2 separate regions of the Mus musculus genome follow, and region 1 is linked to region 2. A link is a contact called in public HiChIP or PLAC-seq data. All regions are on one chromosome and are shown on one strand. Each heading gives the region's core, a stretch centred on a gene start, on an enhancer-like site or on the middle of the called end of the contact. The rest is flanking DNA. Distances are from core to core; before and after follow the strand shown. Region 1 has its middle 12 kb from the start of Gm33053. Region 2 overlaps Cd276 (CD276 antigen).

What was found. HiChIP or PLAC-seq counts read pairs in DNA pulled down with a chosen protein or histone mark.
Region 1: an HNF4G HiChIP or PLAC-seq map of pancreatic cancer cells shows a contact between it and region 2. The contact joins two enhancer-like sites. A contact is called at or near these places in 1 of 39 promoter capture datasets (the HPC-7 cell line), 2 of 484 Hi-C or Micro-C datasets (the P5424 cell line and embryonic stem cells) and 2 of 115 datasets of contacts at active chromatin or transcription factors (embryonic stem cells and pancreatic cancer cells).

The regions. Positions count from the first base shown.
Region 1 is chr9:59,243,975-59,250,014 of GRCm38.p6, forward strand. No RefSeq gene overlaps it. Among named protein-coding and RNA genes, the nearest start is that of Gm33053, 12 kb to the left of the region's middle. Within about 2 kb of position 1,372, at least 22 of the 459 cell types and tissues checked have an H3K27ac peak or open chromatin away from gene starts, as enhancers often do. A contact at or near this core is called in the P5424 cell line and pancreatic cancer cells, where this site is marked.
Region 2 is chr9:58,540,309-58,545,932 of GRCm38.p6, forward strand. It overlaps Cd276 (CD276 antigen), which reads right to left. Exons shown (of 8, transcript NM_133983.4): 2 at 359-632. The coding sequence starts at 437. Among named protein-coding and RNA genes, the nearest start is that of Cd276, 12 kb to the right of the region's middle. Within about 2 kb of position 1,838, at least 158 of the 459 cell types and tissues checked have an H3K27ac peak or open chromatin away from gene starts, as enhancers often do. A contact at or near this core is called in the P5424 cell line and pancreatic cancer cells, where this site is marked.

The DNA.
Region 1 (6,040 bases), core at 122-2,621, 700 kb after region 2:
AGTCAAAACGAAATGAGAAAATCAGCAACCCTACATTTGACCCTCCTCTCCACAAGAATTTGTTTCAAGACCCTCCTTAGGTATCAAAATCTATACAAAATGATGTCAGAATTGCACGTGACCTGTGCTCATCCTCCAGCAGCTTGTGTGTCACCTCTGGAATGGCAATTACTGGCTCCGCACACAGTATCACACTGTATTTCCGAGGAAATGCTGACAGCAGAAAAATCTATACAAATTAGATATAGTCAAGTTTGGTCAAATGATTTTTCTTTTCCCACTTTTGTGTGTGTCATACATGTGTGCATGTTTTCATGTATGTGCACACACGTGTGTGGATACATACACATCCTGTGGAGTCCTAAGGTTAATGTCAGAGTAGGTGATATCACTCTTCTACCTTAGTCACTGAACCAGGGTGTTGGGTTTGGTGTGGTGCTGCTATGTATTCAAATGCTAAATTCTGTGCCCCACGATCTGGTTGCCCCAAGATGAGAATGAATTCTCAGGTACACCAGCTTTGGTTGGGCAAACCTTGCTCCCCAAGCTAATTGGTCAATAAAAGACTAAAGCAGGACTTGAGAATTAAGTGAGGGATCTCAGGAGACCAGGAAAAAAAAGAGAGAGAGAAGACAAAGAGAGAAGGCAGCCATGAGAAGAGAGAGACTGTGAGCACATGGTTAGGAGAAACATAGCAAGGGACATATGGCTGAAATATATGTTAGAGGAACTCAAATCCTGCCCAATCTAGGCTTACAACTTGCAAATCAATACCAGGATTGTGTGTCTTTTATACAGGCTGGATAGAATATATAATTCATACAATAGAAGGGCCTCTCAATCAAACCAGAGCTCACCGATATAGCTGATGTTATTATCTAGCTTACTCTTGGACTCCCCTGTCTCCACCTTCGGCTGGACTTAGAAAAGGGGTAGCATGCCAACCTATCTACTGGGATCTGGGGATATGACAAGCACTCTAAACACTGAGAAATCTCTTCAGCCTTCAAATATAATGTATATTTATCTTCAGCTGATTAAACCTGTGGACAAGGAGGCCAACTGCAGAAACAGCTCTTTTGAGAAGTTTTGTTGCAGGAACAAGGAAGGAATTGTGCTCATAGCTAGAGCAGGTATAAAGTCAAGGAAACAGGCTTCAAGACGAGAATCAATAAGGCCTGTTTGTATGCTGATGGGTACGGTATAGAGGTTTCTGACGATACTGTACTATGTGGAGAACAGATAATGAAAGAGACAAGCCCTCCTGTAGGTGACACCCACTTGTCAGAGCAGTGTGTACATGTAGCCTGCGGCTCCCCACCAGGCTACAGGATCATGGACTACAGGGCCAACAGGGCCAAGGCCCTTTTCATTCTTGCAGGCAAGTGACTCACGTGTTGAGTCTACTGAAGGTTTACTTGCTACTAAGCCAATGATTGAGTCACAGAGGGTTACTAAAATGTGCTGTTCATAAACTAAAATTACTCGGACTCCAACTGAACCCTCTGCAAGGAATCTGTCTGCCACACAGCACTTAGCAACACTGTAAAACAATCCCGGGGTTTCCATTGCGGGGGGGGGGGGGGGGGGGGGGTCTTGCGGTCAGTCCTTCACCCTGTTCTGCTGACCTGGCTGCTGTTCTTGCTATTTGCACTAGAACTTTCTCTTTAAATTAGCTTAACCATTACAGCTTGTAGCTTATCTTAGGTTGCAAGGTTAAAGTGGAAGTCCTACAGTGATCCAGATTTGCATAATTCTCACATTCTAATCCCTGAGTGTTGGGCCTCCAGGTCGCTGTAAATTTGGTATTCAATGCAAATAGCTCATACCTCCCTTGCCCACACAATGGATGGACATTTGTAGTGTGATAAAGTTACTGACTTGCTTTTAACTTTTCGGGAGATTTCTTTTGTAGCAGAAAGAACCCGTGTGTATGTTTATATTCTATTAAGGCGACTAATGGATGGGAATGCATGTGGCTGAAGTCTTTGTAACATTTGAGGGTGTCCCCCCCGCCCCCGCTAGAGGAACCCAGAAAGGGAGTGAGAATACAAAGCGTCCACCCTGCTTCTCAGTGGATGGGTCCCACTTCTAGAAGAGGTTTCTTTTTAGGGCCTGGGCGGACTGTTCCCTGGGCAAAGTTCCTGCCGTGTAAGCATAGGGAGCTGCATTCAGATCCTTAGCCCCACGTAAACATCCAGGTACAAAGGCAGGCCTGTGTCTGCCTGCCCCGTGCTGGGAAGTGGGGAGATCCCTGGAGCTTGCTGGCCAGCAGCTTAGCCTAAGTCCGGGTTTCGTAAGAGACCATGTCCCAGGAAATAAGGTGAAAAGAGTTAGAGAAAGAGACTTACCATCGACCTCTGGCCTGCATGCACACGTGCATGCACACCTGCACACATGCCACACGCACAGAAACACACACAGGGAAAATAATTATCTGTGTGTCTATGTATGTATATACATTATATTCTATATTCTATATGCTATATTTTATATATATGGTTCTCAGGAGATGCCTTTGCGCTAGCACAGAGTTGCCACTCCCCAGTCACGTTCCCAGCCAGTTTTTTTTCTGACTGCAGTTTGCAGTATGGGTTCGCTGCCCCTCCCCCACCCCTGCCCACAGCCCCATCATCCCCCCTTTACCCTTATGGAGCCCTCCCAGAGGAGGCTGTGGCTTTTCTACTCCAGTGTTAACATCCTGTTCTGGGCTTCATCTTTCTCCCCCCTCCCCCGAACCCCCACTTTTTTCCTTTGGCTTCTCTCTCTTCATTCCCCAAGATTTACTGTTCCAAATATAACTTCCAACAGGTGTGCAGCCAGGACACGGAGGCTGTGCCCAGCTGTCCTGTCCCCGACACATGGACACTCTCCAACTGGCTTGCTGAAACCCTAGGCCCCAGCACCCTCACCTGGTAAGGATGGACCTCCCTGGGTCCTGGAAGTACAGAGGGTGGGGAGGGCAACTCCTTCCTGAAACAAGTCTGAGGTGTGGGGAGGGGCTGAACAAGCTACCAAACTCTTGCTGGACCAGTTCATGTAGTGAGTTAGACCCTGCTTTTCCATTTGTGCCAAATGGCTATTCAATAGCCCTCCCTATCCTCCCTCCTCTTTCATCGGCCTCCTCTCTTTCTCTGTGCCTGGCCCAGGGTTTAGTAAGAAATAAAGGCTCGATGGGGGGGGGGGCAAATGAGGAGGCTGTGGATGGGGGAGGAAGAGAGAAGGAGCACTGGAAGAAGAAAGGTCCAATGGTTCTGTCCTCAAAGAATAACCCAGCAGGATGTGCTAGCGGGACCATGGCAAACTGCAGTAGACACTGCCCACGTAGTGGGGCCAGCCTCCACTGACATGTGGAAATATGGTCTCAAATTATCAAATACTCCTTTTTTTCTTTTCTTAGAGAAATCCAGACTACAGACTTTAATAAGTAAAATGTCCTTAAGTCTCTTCCTGTGAATATTGTCCTACAGCGTAACAAGAAAAACCAACGCACAGGGCCCTCTGTAACTCTTCATCCCAGGTGTCAATGTTTCCCAGCTACGAAAGAAACTCCTACCCAGAGAGGCTTGTCTGAACCTCCCTTCATTAACCTGTCGTCATTATGGAGTGATATTGACCCAGGTGTCAGAATATGACCCACACTCTAGAGATCAGTGGAGATCGACAGGTTCTAAATAAATGTGAAATTGCTGGAGCAGGTTAGAGGTTAGTCTTGGCAGGCTGTGAACAAACTTGGAACTAAGGAAAACCAGAGGCTCTGGTATCCAAGATGGGGCCAGAAAATCTTCCCAGACCCAACCCAAAGCCTCAATAGAGTAAGCAGTCCAGACAGCTCAAGACAGAAGTGCTGAGTTTGTGCATAGTCCCAACCTCTAGGCTTGGCCCTTGTGGCACATCTATGCACCAACAATATGGTGAGACCACCTAATCCTGACCCACAGGCCTAGCCTGGGTCAAACATCTTTGCTCTGGTCCAGTCTGAGGCAGCCTAGAATCTCACATCAGCAACACAACCAATATAAGAAGTCTACACGCCACGTCCCATCACAAATACACAAGCAATATGAAAGGCCAAGGCAGCATGTGCCCCACAAAAACCTCACTAGTCTTACTGAAGTGTTCTCCAGTGAGAACTACCTAGAGGAACCTCAGGAACACAGAACTTTAAACAAAAACATAACTTTCATCAAAAAAATGTCAAAGAGTTTTAAAAAAAACATGAACAAGAGCTCTGTGGACTCAAAGAGAATAATAAGCACTGAGCTACGCCCAGGAAGACAGAAGCATATGGCTGAGTGAGTCGGAAATCCAGGCCTTGAAAACCAAATTCAGTAAAAAGGTAGAAATATTGAACAGTGTTAAGTTCCGACGTGTGCCCACCTCTCACCACCTGCTTCTGACTCGATAAAAGTAGATTTGTTCAATGTTAGCCATGGTTAGAATTCCAATGCCAAGGGATACTGGCCATTCACACCAGGAGAGTGTAGGTCAGGGTGACCACGGTTGGACTGTGTTTGTAGCAACAGTTATATCAGCTTTGGTCAACACTCATGACTTACGGCTTGGTGACACTGCTCACCTAGTGTCATCATCATATTGAAAGAGACTCCCTACTTTGGAGTAACCACAGTGAAGTCACAAGTGCTGCCTCAGTGACAGGGTAAGATGGAGGTAGCCGCAGTCTACTCCCTCAACTAGTAGGCAGAAGAAGGTGTGGGTAGCACAAATTCACACCCATCCTTCTCCTCTCTGATGTTTTCTTCTTAAGAAACAAGCACATGGCTTCATTACTAACAAGCCCAGAATAAATTAATACGAGCTGAACTCCGTGAAATTAGATGCACTTTTCTAATTAGCAGGAGGGTCCCCAGATACCAGGCTGTCTTTATCAGGGACTCTCTTCTTATCGAGAAGGGGGTGGACATTTGTGATCTCAGAAAATGAAGCCCTTCCCCTCACGGCATCTACAGAGGGGTTTCCGATTGAAGTGTAAATGTGAATTTCCTTTGGCCACCTGGAAGATCATTTTGAAGCTGAGCAAACTCCTCATTAATTCCACCCTGTGGTCGGGAGACATTGTGTGATACAGCAATTTCTGTTTTCAAAGGAGTGTCTTTGACTAACAACATCTTCCGCTTAGCTGGCACCCTCCTCCGAGCAGTTCAAAGTGGTTTTTTAAGACATTTTGTGTTTAACTGCCATGTCCTAGGGAAACAGCCGGGAAGAGGATGCAGTTACCTTCTAAACAGACATGCAAAAGAATCTGAGTGTGGAGCCAGGGGTCAGGAAAGACAATCAAAGGTGGCCCACAGGTCAGCAGCAGCCCCAGAGAATCTTGATTCTTGCTTTATTTCTTACCTCTAGTCCACTGACCACTCCAATTATTTTTCCAAAGTCTGAAACCTTCAGACCAATGGGGTTTAAAGCAAGGACTCCAAATCCCTGGCCGTGCCTCATGTAGAGATTCTCTAAGTAGCTTCAGAGAGCAAATGTTTATTCAGAGAAGACCAGCTCCTGCCTACAGCAGCTAGATGCCCGCTTCCCAGAAGCACTCTCTCAGTAAGAACATATCCCATTACTGGACAAAATTTTTGAGCACCCCCTAGTGTTCCAGATATTGTTATGGATACTAGGGATCTAGAAGAATGTAGAATGGGAAATAAATCCTTTACCATTTCAGAGACTATTCTCATGAGTAATGGAAACAATAAGCAAGGAGAAAAAGTAAAATAAGGATTTTGTATGTGTATGTGTGTTCGCATGGGCACATGTGCAGTTATGCACACACAGTACACACACCTCTCTCCTCTCCCTCTCTGTCCTCCCTCCCCCTCCCTGCTACCCCACGCCTTTCTGTAAATAAAAAGACAACCCAGGTTATCATTCCTCGGGCTCCTTCTACATCTTGTTTGAGATAGGGGCTATCATTAGCCAGGAACATAGCCAGAAAGGCCCCAGAGATCCTCCTGCCTCTGCCTTCTGTAATCCCTGCATGGCTGGGATTACAAGTGTGTACACTGCTTTCTAATGAGTCCTCTAG
Region 2 (5,624 bases), core at 588-3,087:
AGGAAGAGTGCTATGTTGTTTTATACAAAGTAGTCAAGAAAGCATGCTGATGACCTGTCATCTGAGCAAAGGTTTGCAACAAAATAAAGAATGGAGTCATGCCTGTGTCTGAGGACAGAAAGTTTTCGGCAATGGTCCTGAGCAGAGTTCACACAGTGTGTTCAGGAACTTGCATTATCATAGCATACTGTCCCATTTTACAGATGAAGAAGCAGAGGCTAAGGTAAAGGAGGTTGGTGGCCTGTGGAGCCCAGAGATGGAAATCAATATGCTTCTTCAAGACAGAGACAGCCTGGCTGGAGCCCAGGGAGGAGTGGACATCCCCACATACCATCATGATCATGACCCTTCCCCTCACCTGTGAGGCAGAGGCACAGCACCCCCAGTGCTGTGCGCACACACACACCCACACTGGGGCCACCCCATCCTCGAAGCATCTTCCTGTGAGACAGCTGACAGCTGGGCTCTCCGTGGCGAATGGCTGCTCCTGCCCGTGGAAGAGGAAGAGGGGCCTTTGTCTCGAAGTTCCTCCAAAGGCCTCAGGATCATCCAAATCCAAGTGGGAAGAGGCCAGGCGGCCAGCCAGACAAAGCCGATGAGCTTGGGGTCCAGGCTGTACCAGGTCACTTTGGCTGATGGGAGAAATGGGACAGTAAAGGGGTAGACTTTAGACAGACTTAGGGTTCAACTTGAAACGTCTACTCAACTACTAAAGGTAGCCAGGAGCCACTGAGGGTTCTGGAATAAAGAAACCACATTGTCAGGGCTACTTCGATAGCATGTGCAGGGTAGATGAAAGGGGCCAGCCGAGTGATAAGGCAGGAAGAGATCACAGTGACAGTATCTGAGAGCATAGGACACGGGAAGGCAACTGTCAAGACACTTGGTTCTGAGACCTGGTTATTGGGGCAGGAAATGTGGAGCCTTTTGTCCAAGGCATGTTAGGTTAGGAGCATGTGTGCAGAAACCCCAGGACAGAGCCCTAGCTAGGAGTAGCAGAAATGTAAGGATGTGGAGTCTGGGAGAGACATCTGCTAGTTTAATACACATGTACCAAACAACCAAGGCCCAGCAGAGAAGAAAGAGACCAGGGGCAGGGCTGGGGTCAGCGTCAGGCCTCAGCAAGAGTTGGATCGCTTACAACAGACCAAGCCTAGCCCAGGGTGGTCCCAGACTCCCCTGGGTTTAGCTTGCAGGTGCCTGACTCAGGCAGGCTGCAGGCACTTCTTGTGTCTCTTGCTGTTGCCTGCTCAAGCCATGTGACCCATGTCCACCCGTCCCACCTAACAGTAATTAGCAAGAATATGAACATTTTGTATCCATGACCACCTCCAGAGATAGACCGTAGGCCTTGGTCACATTTAGCAGGAGAACCAAACAAATACATAACAATACATAACAAATACATAAACAAACCCAAACACAGGAGCTGAAAGAGCCCAATCCTTCCGAACTCCTTTTTACCTCTGATGGAGCAAATGCTGCCTACAGCCAAGCATGTGGTCTAGCCTCAGGTACACAGGGACAACCCTTCCATCCCTATCACACACTTTCTCGACCCCCCCCCCATGTCAGGCAGCTGCACAGAGGGAGTCCCTCAGCCAAACCCTGCATCCTGGCCAGCCACCCACTTCCCTGGCTGTCCACGGTTCACTGCGGGGGAAGCCCTGGGCAGCCACTTCCTTTCCAGATGCTTCCAGTCCAAAGTCTGGTGGCCTCAAAGCCTGGCTGTCTAGGTGCTGAGTCAGCAGCCCCAATTCATAGTGGCACCCTTGGGGACACCACTTCCTGCCTGACAAGGGCACCGTCAGCCTGCAGGAAAACCTAGCAGGCAGCTGCCTGTACTGCTGGCTACGTGCCACGGGAAGCTAAAGCCTACAGAGCTGCCAGCTTCTAAGGCTTCTGTCCTTGTTTACTTCTAAACAGAAGCAAAACCAGGGAGCTGGGATGTGGCCCAGCTGGCGGAGTGCTGTCCCAGCAAGTACACAGCTCCTGGTTCAACCTCTGAGCCCCTCTTAAACCAGGTGTGGTGGTACATGCCGGTAAGCTGGGCATTCCCAGACAGAAGCGGGACGATCAGGAGTTCAGGGCCATTCTTAGCTATGTAGTGAGTGAGGGCAAGGCCATCCTGGGTCACAAGAGATGCCGTCTCAAAACAAAAACAAATCCGGAGTCTGTCAGCGATTTTTGGACCCCCTCACTTGGCTGCCTAAGCCTGCCATCTAGGGCCACCAGGGACCCCTTTACTGATCCTGTAAGTCCCACATATCACCCCTACCAAACTCAATTCTCTCAGGTGCCTTCTCTTGAGACCTAAGACAGGAATCAGCTCATGTCCTCCCCTGCTTAGGAATCTCCCATGGCTCCACAATAGTTACAAGAGAAGACCTACATATCTCTACTTGTCACTGAAGGCTTTTCCTAGGATGCCTTCTCATGCTGCAAGCTATTTCCTGCTACTGGGCTTTACCCCTACCTAGAATCACTTGTGAATGTCTGTTGAATATGTGGGATCAAAGAGTCCCTCTCCTGGTCAGGCAGAGTTGAGTTTCCCAGAGCATAGCTGTTCCTCACTCCAGAAGGCCCAGGAGAGGCGTCCAGAGTGGACACTAGCCTTGTTCCCTTTGATTCTTCTCCTTCATTCTGGACTCAGGAAGCCCATCATTGTAATCCAGCCTAGACACTCCAGGGAGCCCCCACCCCCACCCCCACGAAAGACTACAGAGTGCTTTGGCCTCTTGTAGAGACACTGTAGGTAAGAGACAGCCATTCTCACTTTTGAAGCTACTGCATGCAGATTCAACCAATCCCAGAAGATTTAGGACCCAAGGACACTCTTAAGACATCACCCAATGCAGACCTAGATGGGCCAATCTTTTCCCCCTTAATCCAGGACCAGCTAAGTTTCTGTCGTGTACAACTGAAGGAACCCTTATATATATATGTAGATTCGCCTGTGCGTTGGACAATCCCTTTAATAATGCATGGAATACCTGTAGCAGAGGCCGTGGGCACAAAGGTGACTAATGTGTCTGCATGTTCTCAAATAGCAGACCCAATACAGAAGGCAGACATGCCTTTCACTAAGGTGCACTTTAAGATTCCACGAGGGCTGCTGTGTGGCATCTGAGAGCCATCATAGCCTCCGAGTGTGTCCTGAGGACCTGGAGCAGCTCTCCACGTAAGGCTGGGCAATGTGAGATTCATCTTAGCCCCATCTGCTGCCTCTCAAGCACATCTCCTTGATATGGCAGCGTATGAAAGACCAAGGCTCGAAAGCAGAAGGAACTGAATGTGATCATCAGAACTCAGGGACTACCAGGCATGGTGGTACTCGCTCCAGGACTGGGGAGGTGAACAAAGACAGATCCTTAGGTTTACTGGCAAACCAACCCAGCCTGCTTAGTGAGCTGTGGGCTAGTGAGAGAGCCAGTCTCAAAACAGAAGCAACTAAATAAAAAAACAAGGTGGACGACAATTGAGGCTCAGCAGTCAAGGTTGTCCACTGGCTTCCACAGCTAGTGCCCACCCAAGCGCGCGCGAGCACACACACACACACACACACAATGACAGAAAATGAGCCCAAGGTTTGGGGCTCTGCCACTTCACTGTACAGTCTTACTAAGGTCTCCCACAGTGGGGGGTTGCATAAGGATGACCCTCATAGATTCATACAGTCGAATACCTGGCCTCCAGTTGTTCAGGGAGGATTAGGAGGTGTGGCCCTGTTGGAAGAGGGTTGTCAGTAAGGGCAGGCTTGAAGTTTCCAAAGATTGGTGCTGTTCCCAGTGTGCTCTCTGCCTCCTGCTTGCAGCTTAAGCTGTGAGCTCTCAATTCTTCCTGCCACCATGCCTTCGCTCTGCCATCATGGACTTTAAAGCCCTGGAACTGTAAGCTCTTAAACTTAAACTCTTCCTTTTATAAGTTCCTTTGGCCGTGGTGTTTTATCACAATTTAAAAAATGATCACACCAACTTTAAAAAAAAAAAGGGAGGAGAGTGTGGGCAGCGGGGGGGGGGGGGGGGCTGGAGAGATGATGGCCCAGTGGCTAAACGCATTTGCTGCTCCTGCAAAGCACCTAGGTTCAGTTCCCAGCACCCACATGGTGGGCCACAACCATCCGCAACTCCAGTTCCAAGAGATCTGACCCCCTCTTCTGACCTCTGGTATCAGGCACTCCCATGGTACAAGATATACGTGCAGGCAAAACATTCATACACATAAAATAAATGGCTCTTGTTTAATTTGTAATTATTCACCGAAGTCTTTAATATTTAACGTCTAAGCATTGACGTGCATGGAGCACATGCACAGAGGTGAGAGGTTCTCTCTTTACCACATGGGTCTTGGGGATTGAACTCCGGTTGTCAGGCTTGGAAATAGGCACCTCGCCTTGCTGAGCCATCATCTTACTAGTCAACGTCCTCTCTCTGAGTGCAATGTTTCTAAAAGAAAACCTTCGCTAAGTTTAGTGGATCTCTAATATATTAATCCTTAGTACTATCACGCAAGTGACACTGAAATACATACAGCCATGTCACCACAGAAGACACCAATTATTTCCTTAAATCTGTTCTTTCCTGAGGCATTAGTAGTCAGGCACAGGGCTGCTCAGCTAAAGACTACAGATCCCAGACTCCCTTTCATCTGGGTGTGGCCACAGGATCATTTCCTGGCTAATACGATTTCAGAAGAACTAACAAGTACAGTTTCTGGGTCAGGTCCTTAAAGATGGAAGGCACACTCTTTCTTTCTTTTCATCCTCCCCCTTCCAATGCATGGACCAGAGATGAGGCAAACCTTGTAGGACCAAACTGCCAGGCAAGCATTACAAGCCAGCAAGATAGAGGGTCTCTGGGGCTGCGGTTTCCACCCTGGATATAGCCAGATGGTCACATGGGTGAGACGTAAGCATCTGCTCCAGCATAAGTCACTGTTATTTTGGTCTTTCTTACGGCATCTGAATGAACTAATTTAGGGAGCCATCCCTCTCTGTTTATCTCTTCCTTCTCTCTCCACCCTAGGAAAATTGCTACTGCTCAGAGCCACAAAAGGAACCGTCTAAAATAGGTGTCTCAAAATGTGAGCTACAGACAGTCTTGACAATCACCGATGGATCACAGAGCCCAGCTAAGAGATTATTTCACGGATGGAAGTGACCCAGGGTGTGTAAGAAAAGAGCAAAGACTGATGCTTAGAACAAATGGGTGAATGTGGGCCCACAGAATAGGATGTGGAGACGAGGGAGCGAGGCATACTCCAGGGGAAGAAAAAAAAATCACACTGAAAATAAGCTAGGTTCGTTCCCCAGCAAAGTGAGAGACAGGGGAAGTCATTCACACAAGGTGACCACAGAAACCAGAGCTGGGATTCCCGCAGAGACCAGAGACTGGGGACCAGCAGAACGAGAAGAGGCCCCAGGGCAAATCCTGGAGTAACCTCAGAAGTGGATGGCTAGGTGTCAGAACAGGAGGCCTTTCCCTGGCCACCCTTGCTCAGCTCCTATGCTCTCTCTGAGGATGGACACCAGCTACCCCCAGGCAGTCTGCTTGTGTTGAAGCAGATCACTGGCAGAAAATGCTTCCTTACACTGAGCCCAAATCTCTCTCTCAGGACAGCCTATA